2 separate regions of the Danio rerio genome follow, and region 2 is linked to region 1. A link is a contact called in public Hi-C data. All regions are on one chromosome and are shown on one strand. The core of a region is the stretch at or near the end of the contact, and the rest is flanking DNA. Distances in the headings are between cores, read along the strand shown. Region 1 holds the start of polk (polymerase (DNA directed) kappa). Region 2 overlaps iqgap2 (IQ motif containing GTPase activating protein 2).

Evidence for each region. Hi-C and Micro-C count contacts between places; a contact is called where the count stands out from the background.
Region 2: a contact with region 1 is called in a Hi-C map of an unstated tissue, with 6 times the contacts expected there. The contact joins the enhancer-like site here to the promoter of polk in region 1. A contact is called at or near these places in 3 of 18 Hi-C or Micro-C datasets (caudal fin, hematopoietic stem cells and an unstated tissue).

What each region holds. Positions count from the first base shown.
Region 1 is chr5:46,854,632-46,858,063 of GRCz12tu, reverse strand. polk (polymerase (DNA directed) kappa) reads right to left here and starts at 1,631. Exons shown (of 15, transcript XM_073951385.1): 1 at 1,535-1,631; 2 at 1,125-1,436. The coding sequence starts at 1,298. It also overlaps a transcript of ifngr2 not described here.
Region 2 is chr5:47,083,899-47,087,330 of GRCz12tu, reverse strand. The region is part of intron 5 of iqgap2 (IQ motif containing GTPase activating protein 2); the gene reads right to left. Among named protein-coding and RNA genes, the nearest start is that of f2rl2, 27 kb to the left of the region's middle. Within about 2 kb of position 1,715, at least 24 of the 62 cell types and tissues checked have an H3K27ac peak or open chromatin away from gene starts, as enhancers often do.

The DNA of each region.
Region 1 (3,432 bases), core at 382-2,881:
GTTTGTAGAAGTATGTAAAATGTGCTATCATGTAAACAAATACTATGTGACATTCACATATAGGTGAAGTCAGAATTATTAGCCCCCCTTTGATTTTTTTTCTTTTTTAATTATTCCCAAATTATGTTTAACAGAGCAAGGATATTGTCACAGTATGTCTGATAATATTTTTCATTCTGGAGAAAGTCTTATTTGTTTCATATCGGCTAGAATAAAAAGCTGTTTTTATTTTTTTTTTTAAAAACCCATCTTAAGGTCAACATTATTAGCCCCTTTAAGCTATGTATTTTTTTGGAAAGTCTACAGAACAAACATCATTTTACAATAACCTGCCTAATTACTCTAATCTACCTAATTAACCCTTTAAATGTCACTTTAAGCTGTATAGAAGTGTCTTGAAAAATATCTAGTAAAATATTATTTACTGTCATAATGATAAAGTTAAGGGGGGGCTAACTATTAAGGTGGGGGGGGGGGGGGTCTAATATGTCTGACCTTCACTGCATATGTATATTAGAGTTGCACAATATATTGTTTCAGCATCGAATTCGCAATGTACGCATCTGCAATAGTCACATCGCAAAGATATGCAATGTGAAGTCTGGATTATGGTTAACCAGGAGCTCAGAAATGTATTTGATCACTGTACTTAAACGAGTTATGCAACGATTTTTGTCTAGTCCAAATATCTATATTTCAAAGTAAAAAACAAGATTATTTAACCTATCCACCTGGCAGATGGTTTTAGCATTTATATCGCAATATTAACCGGACAAAAACAAAATATCGCAATATCAGTTTTTTTCCAATAATGTTATATATACAATAATGCTATTCCAATAATGTTACATATATATATATATATATATATATATATATATATATATATATATATATATATATATTCATACACACAGTTGAAGTCAGAATTATTATCCCCCATATGATATATATATATATATATATATATATATATATATATATATATATATAAACATGTATGACTATTATTATTGACAATGCACTAAATTAAATTAATACAAAATAGATACGAGCTAGTATTCATTGTACTAGTAGTAATAAATAATACTGTATATCTACAGTCAATAAGTAGAAGTGTCAACCTTAGAGGTTTCCAGAATGATCTTGTTGATCTTGTCTCTGTCCAGTCCTTCCATGCCAGCCTTGTTATCATTAAGAGCGATCCTGGAGAGCAGATCAGCTCCAGATCCCTTTTGATCATGTTGTTGATCTTCCATCTTTCTGCTGCTGCTTTCACTTTCGCACTGCTGCCTCATTTCATCCAGCTCTATAAACTGGACAAACTAACCTGCGAGCCAGATTATCATGGATGCTAAGCGTCAACAGTTATTCAAAGAGCAGTCAAAAGGATGTTTGATGTTTTTCTGACCACAACTTTGTGTGTGCTAGTTTGTCTGCATATAAAAAAACAGATAAAATACATTAAAAACATTTGGCTTTGATTGAGATATACCTTTGTCTCGTAGCGACACGTATATATTAACATACATACACAAACTAAGTCTTAATCATGCTACAAAACTAAAAAGTAGAGTATAGCAGTTCGTTATTATTTGTCAACAGACACCATTTTCAAAGGTCTTGTTCTTGAAGAGAAGCACATGCGCATCAACATCTTCATCGCCCCCTGCTGTACTGGAATAACGCGATCCACACCGAAAATGAAAAGGCATGCACTAAATTCCAGGGGTTTCATTACCACGACGTAAAATGGGCGTGGCTCGGTCGGTGTTTGGGAAACGCCCCCTTAAAAAAAAACAATACTGAGAGGTCACCGATCATGCGCAGTACAGGTTCTTTTTTAGCGCGGTCATTTCAACCAGGATGATAATGGATAAAGAACCTACCGCGGTGGATAACGAAGGAAAAAAACAATCATACAGGTTATTTTTTGTTTTTATAATGTTATATTTTAAAGATTTCATTAGCAAAACCGGCTGACCTCGTTTTACTCCGTTTTTCTGTCTCTGGGCTTTTCTACTTCCATTTTAAATCAAATAATAATGGTTGTGGTAAGATTAACCGTGTTTTTGTAGTTAAAAATATGGTATTCGGTCATGTTTAAACAAATAAATACCACATTTTCTGTAATAAATCGTGGTTAATTTTTCTTTCTCGATCTTAGTTAATTAACATAACTCATATTTATTTTCTATTTTTATTTAAAGTCATCATACACAAAACAACTGGGATCAGGACAGGTATCTGATGTTAACTAATATAAAAGTGATCATACATGAAACCCCTGAGATCAGGACAGGTATCTGATGTTAATGTATATAATATAAAAGTGATCATACATGAAACACCTGGGATCAGGACAGGTATCTGATGTTAATGTATATAATATAAAAGTGATCATACATGAAACACCTGGGATCAGGACAGGTATCTGATGTTAATGTATATAATATAAAAGTGATCATACATGAAACACCTGAGATCAGGACAGGTATCTGATGTTAATGTATATAATATAAAAGTGATCATACATGAAACCCCTGGGATCAGGACAGGTATTTGATGTTACTGTATATAAAAGTGATCGTACATGAAACACCTGAGATCAGGACAGGTATCTGATGTTAATGTATATAATATAAATGTGATCATACATGAAACCCCTGGGATCAGGACAGGTATCTGATGTTACTGTATATAATATAAAAGTGATCATACATGAAACACCTGGGATCAGGACAGGTATCTGATGTTAATGTATATAATATAAAAGTGATCATACATGAAACACCTGTGATCAGGACAGGTATCTGATGTTAATGTATATAAAAGTGATCATACATGAAACCCCTGGGATCAGGACAGGTATCTGATGTTACTGTATATAATATAAAAGTGATCATACATGAAACCCCTGGGATCAGGACAGGTATCTGATGTTAATGTATATAATATAAATGTGATCATACATGAAACCCCTGGGATCAGGACAGGTATCTGATGTTAACTAATATAAAAGTAATTATACATGAAACCCCTGGCATCAGGACAGGTATCTGATGCTACTGTATATGATATATAAAGTATTTGACACAAAAGCCGTGGGATCGGGACAGGTATCTTAAGTTATAACAGTATTAATGTAATCTGAGAGGTATCTTAAGTTAATTTGTTTAATATAACATACACTGACTTCACATGAAACACCTGCGATCAGGACAGCTATTTAGTACTGCATATAAAGGTATTGGACACGAAACCCCTGCGAATACGTACAGGTATCTGAATCTAACGGCTGTTTTCACAATCTGCGCATGATCCGTGACCTATGCAAATTCACAGATAGGCCACGCCCACCCGATGACGTAGTAGCGGTTACGCTGTACTGAAACCCCTGGAAAAAAGTGCCTGCCAAAATGAAAAGTTGCA
Region 2 (3,432 bases), core at 466-2,965, 230 kb before region 1:
TTTAAGATCTTGCAAACACAAACACACCATCTCCTTCTTAATATTGTAAAGATCATCAGAAGCTCTTCTATCCTGGATGAAATCTTATTTTTAAAATGTATTTTCAGTTTGATACTGTGAAGCCAAAGAACCAGCTGATAAGCATTCTGTTTTTCTCGGTTTCTTAACAATACTGAACACAGTAAATATTTCATGTAGTTATAATGCGCTTCCACTAGATGGCAGTATGCAATTTAGGATTAGCCTTATTGTAGTTGTAAAACAGGAAAATAGCCTGCAGTCACTGTGTGACACATGCTGGAAACTGCATTAAACTTTTATTTGTCCACTGATTGAGGACAAATGAAGGAGTAATTAATTATTGAAGAGTTTAGTGTGAATGTTTATACACGACAGCTAAACTAAACAAGGCTTCTTTTACCTTTGACCTTAACATCACTAGCTGGAGAAAAAGACACAGTCTGTTGTGAACGTATCCTTTGTAGTGCCTGTAGGGCCAAGGGTTAAGTGGATTAACTGTTGTAAGAGATGTGGGTCACTATTCCTCATCAGCTACAGGCTCGATTACATTGTTCAGAGCCAAACTGATAAACATTTCTTTAACCCTTCCCTTATGGATCTATTGAAAAAAAAAAAGCCCACAGAAAAACATACAACCATCTTATATTTAATTGTTCAGTTTCATACAAAACAAACGCAGATATTCAAACCAGCCAAACCCCATAATTATAAAACATAATTTTAATTCATTTAGCTTGTGGTGCTCGGCTCAAAAGTAGAAATAGTTTATTTGTTATAAAGGTCAAACCTGAAAAATAAATCCAAAATATGACACATTTTACTCTTTATTTTAATAATTAAAATTTGAAAGCCTTCCCAACAATATTGAAACCTTATAACAAATAGTGTATTACTTTTACCCCATTGACACGGGGATGAAATATGGGATTTTTTGTCCTGAGTATAACTTTTTTTGCACCCAGTGGAAAAAAAAAATTTATGAAAAGAAATGAAGGCAAAATTGTACCTTTTCAATAGAAATACACTGCAAATTTATGAGTATTCATGAGCACAGCCAAATCCATCACAAAAAAGTAACAAAACAAAATAAATAAATAAATAAATAAATAAAGATACAAGAGTGAGATGTTTATACAAAGTAAATACAACATGAGTGAACGAATAAATTAATAAATAAATAAATAAATAAATGATAATAAATGAATGAGTAAATAAATAAATAAATGAGTAAATAAATTAATAAATGAATGAATAAAATGTATATATGAATATATAATACATACAAATAAATTAATGAATGAATTAGTTACTTACTTAATGAAAATATATAAATGAATGAATGAATGACTAAAAAACAAATAAATATATAAATGAGTAAATAAATAAATGACTAAATTAATACATGAATTATAAAAAATTTAATAAAATCTCATTGGCAATTTTTTTTTTTTTAATAAAAATCTAAATGAGTAAAAATCTTATTGGTTTGAAACATAAATATTACTTAATATAATCATATTTGAAAATCTATTGCATCATATACAGGTAAAAGCTAACACAGAGCATATGCTGTTGGTGATTTAATGGTGTTTGAGTGATACAGGATTTTCTCTGAGCACAGTGTTGGTGTTGTCTAGTCTTATTGAGTGGGTGAACTGCAGGGTCAGGAAGGAAGAGCATGTGCAAGGCAGAGGGAGGAAGCCAAGCAACCCACACACACACACACACACACACACACACACACACACACACACACACACACACACACACGCTCGACAAGAGAGAGAAAGCAGGAAAGCACTATAAATGATTTACCGTAAAAGAAGCCTTCACATGGTCATTCATTAGACACATTCTCTGCTGCAGACCTACTGCCAGTGACTAAATGTTACAATTTGCATACATTAAGGTACCAATGATTACCTGGTTTTCTATTTAAAACTGACTCATGAACACTTATCTGTGCTCAGCGTCTCACTGGTTCATCAGGGTATTGCTTTGTGGTTACCAGGCGCTGAGTTGTGGTTTGTCAGAAGAGCTCATCCTTAAATCTCTGTGATATATTGTTAATATAATGTACAGCTTGAATGTCAATGTGCAATTAGTTGTCACAGTTTGAGCAAGTATGATATATATTTTTTTTATAATTAGTATATTTATTGATCAAAATACTTTGATGATATTAGTATAGTACAGTTCAAAATATAATAATAATTTCAAATGTCATATATATTATTTAAAGGGCACCTATTTGACCCCTTTTTCAAGATTTAAGATAAGTATTTTGTGTCTCCAGAATGTGTCTGTAAATTTTCAGTTCCAGACACCTATTAGATTATTTATTAGACCTTTCAGAACATTGAAATCTACTGCTTTGAACACAATGTAGCTGTTTTTGTTGCCTGTGCCTTTAATGCAAATGAGCTAGTTCTTTCCGCCCACCGTTCCCACGTGCCTGTAAGATGGGGCGATAACCGGTTTCAAGTTTTATAGTGGTTTAGAAAAGTAAAGGTTTTAAAACTGCAAAAATGTTCTGTTAAATTGTTCCTACGATATATGTAAATTTGATTTTTATGCGTGTTAAGACTATATAATTTAGTTTATTAGGGAAAAATTATCTCCAGAAGAAAACGAATGAAGACAGCAGAATCTAATGAAGAAAGATGTAGTCAACAATGATTTATTTAACTATTCAGCGTCACATGTTAGAGACATTTTAAATGTTTCTTTAAATATATATATAGAGTTCAATGTGGAAAAATTAACTTTGTGAACTATTTTTTAGGGTGTAAAACAAAACAAAAAATTCACAGAGAAAAAATGTTTTTTTTCGCAAACATTAAAAAAGAACACATTTTAGACCAGTAATAACAATACCGTAAAACCGTGATATATTCGCCCAAGGTAATCATACCATCAGAATCTTATACCAGCCCATGCCTACTGTCAGAGTGCCTCAATCTCCAGCTAAGTCAGATAAACAGCACAGTGACAGACATAAACGAAGCAGATCTCACGTAACGTTTGTGAGAAATAATATAGTAAGAACTTTCCAAATGATTATTTGATGTATTTGTTGTGGAGTTAATTCAAGCCTTTCTGCGACAATGGGTCACACACAATGTTGTTACAAAGTTCACACATCATTCTAAAGTGATGTTGTTTGTCGATCAAAAACATTTTCTAGTCTTTTCAAAGCTGAAAACAGGTACATAATATTTTTCAAAATCTTATTAAAACAAAATACAATTTTTTAAATGAAAATTTGATTTAAAAAAGTTCAGAAACAGCAGTTATTTAAAACTAAAACCTTTGTAACAATGTGAAATAAAATCTTTACTGTTATTTATGATCAGTTAAATACACTCTTGATGAATAAAATATTATTTTCAATATATATGTTCATTACTA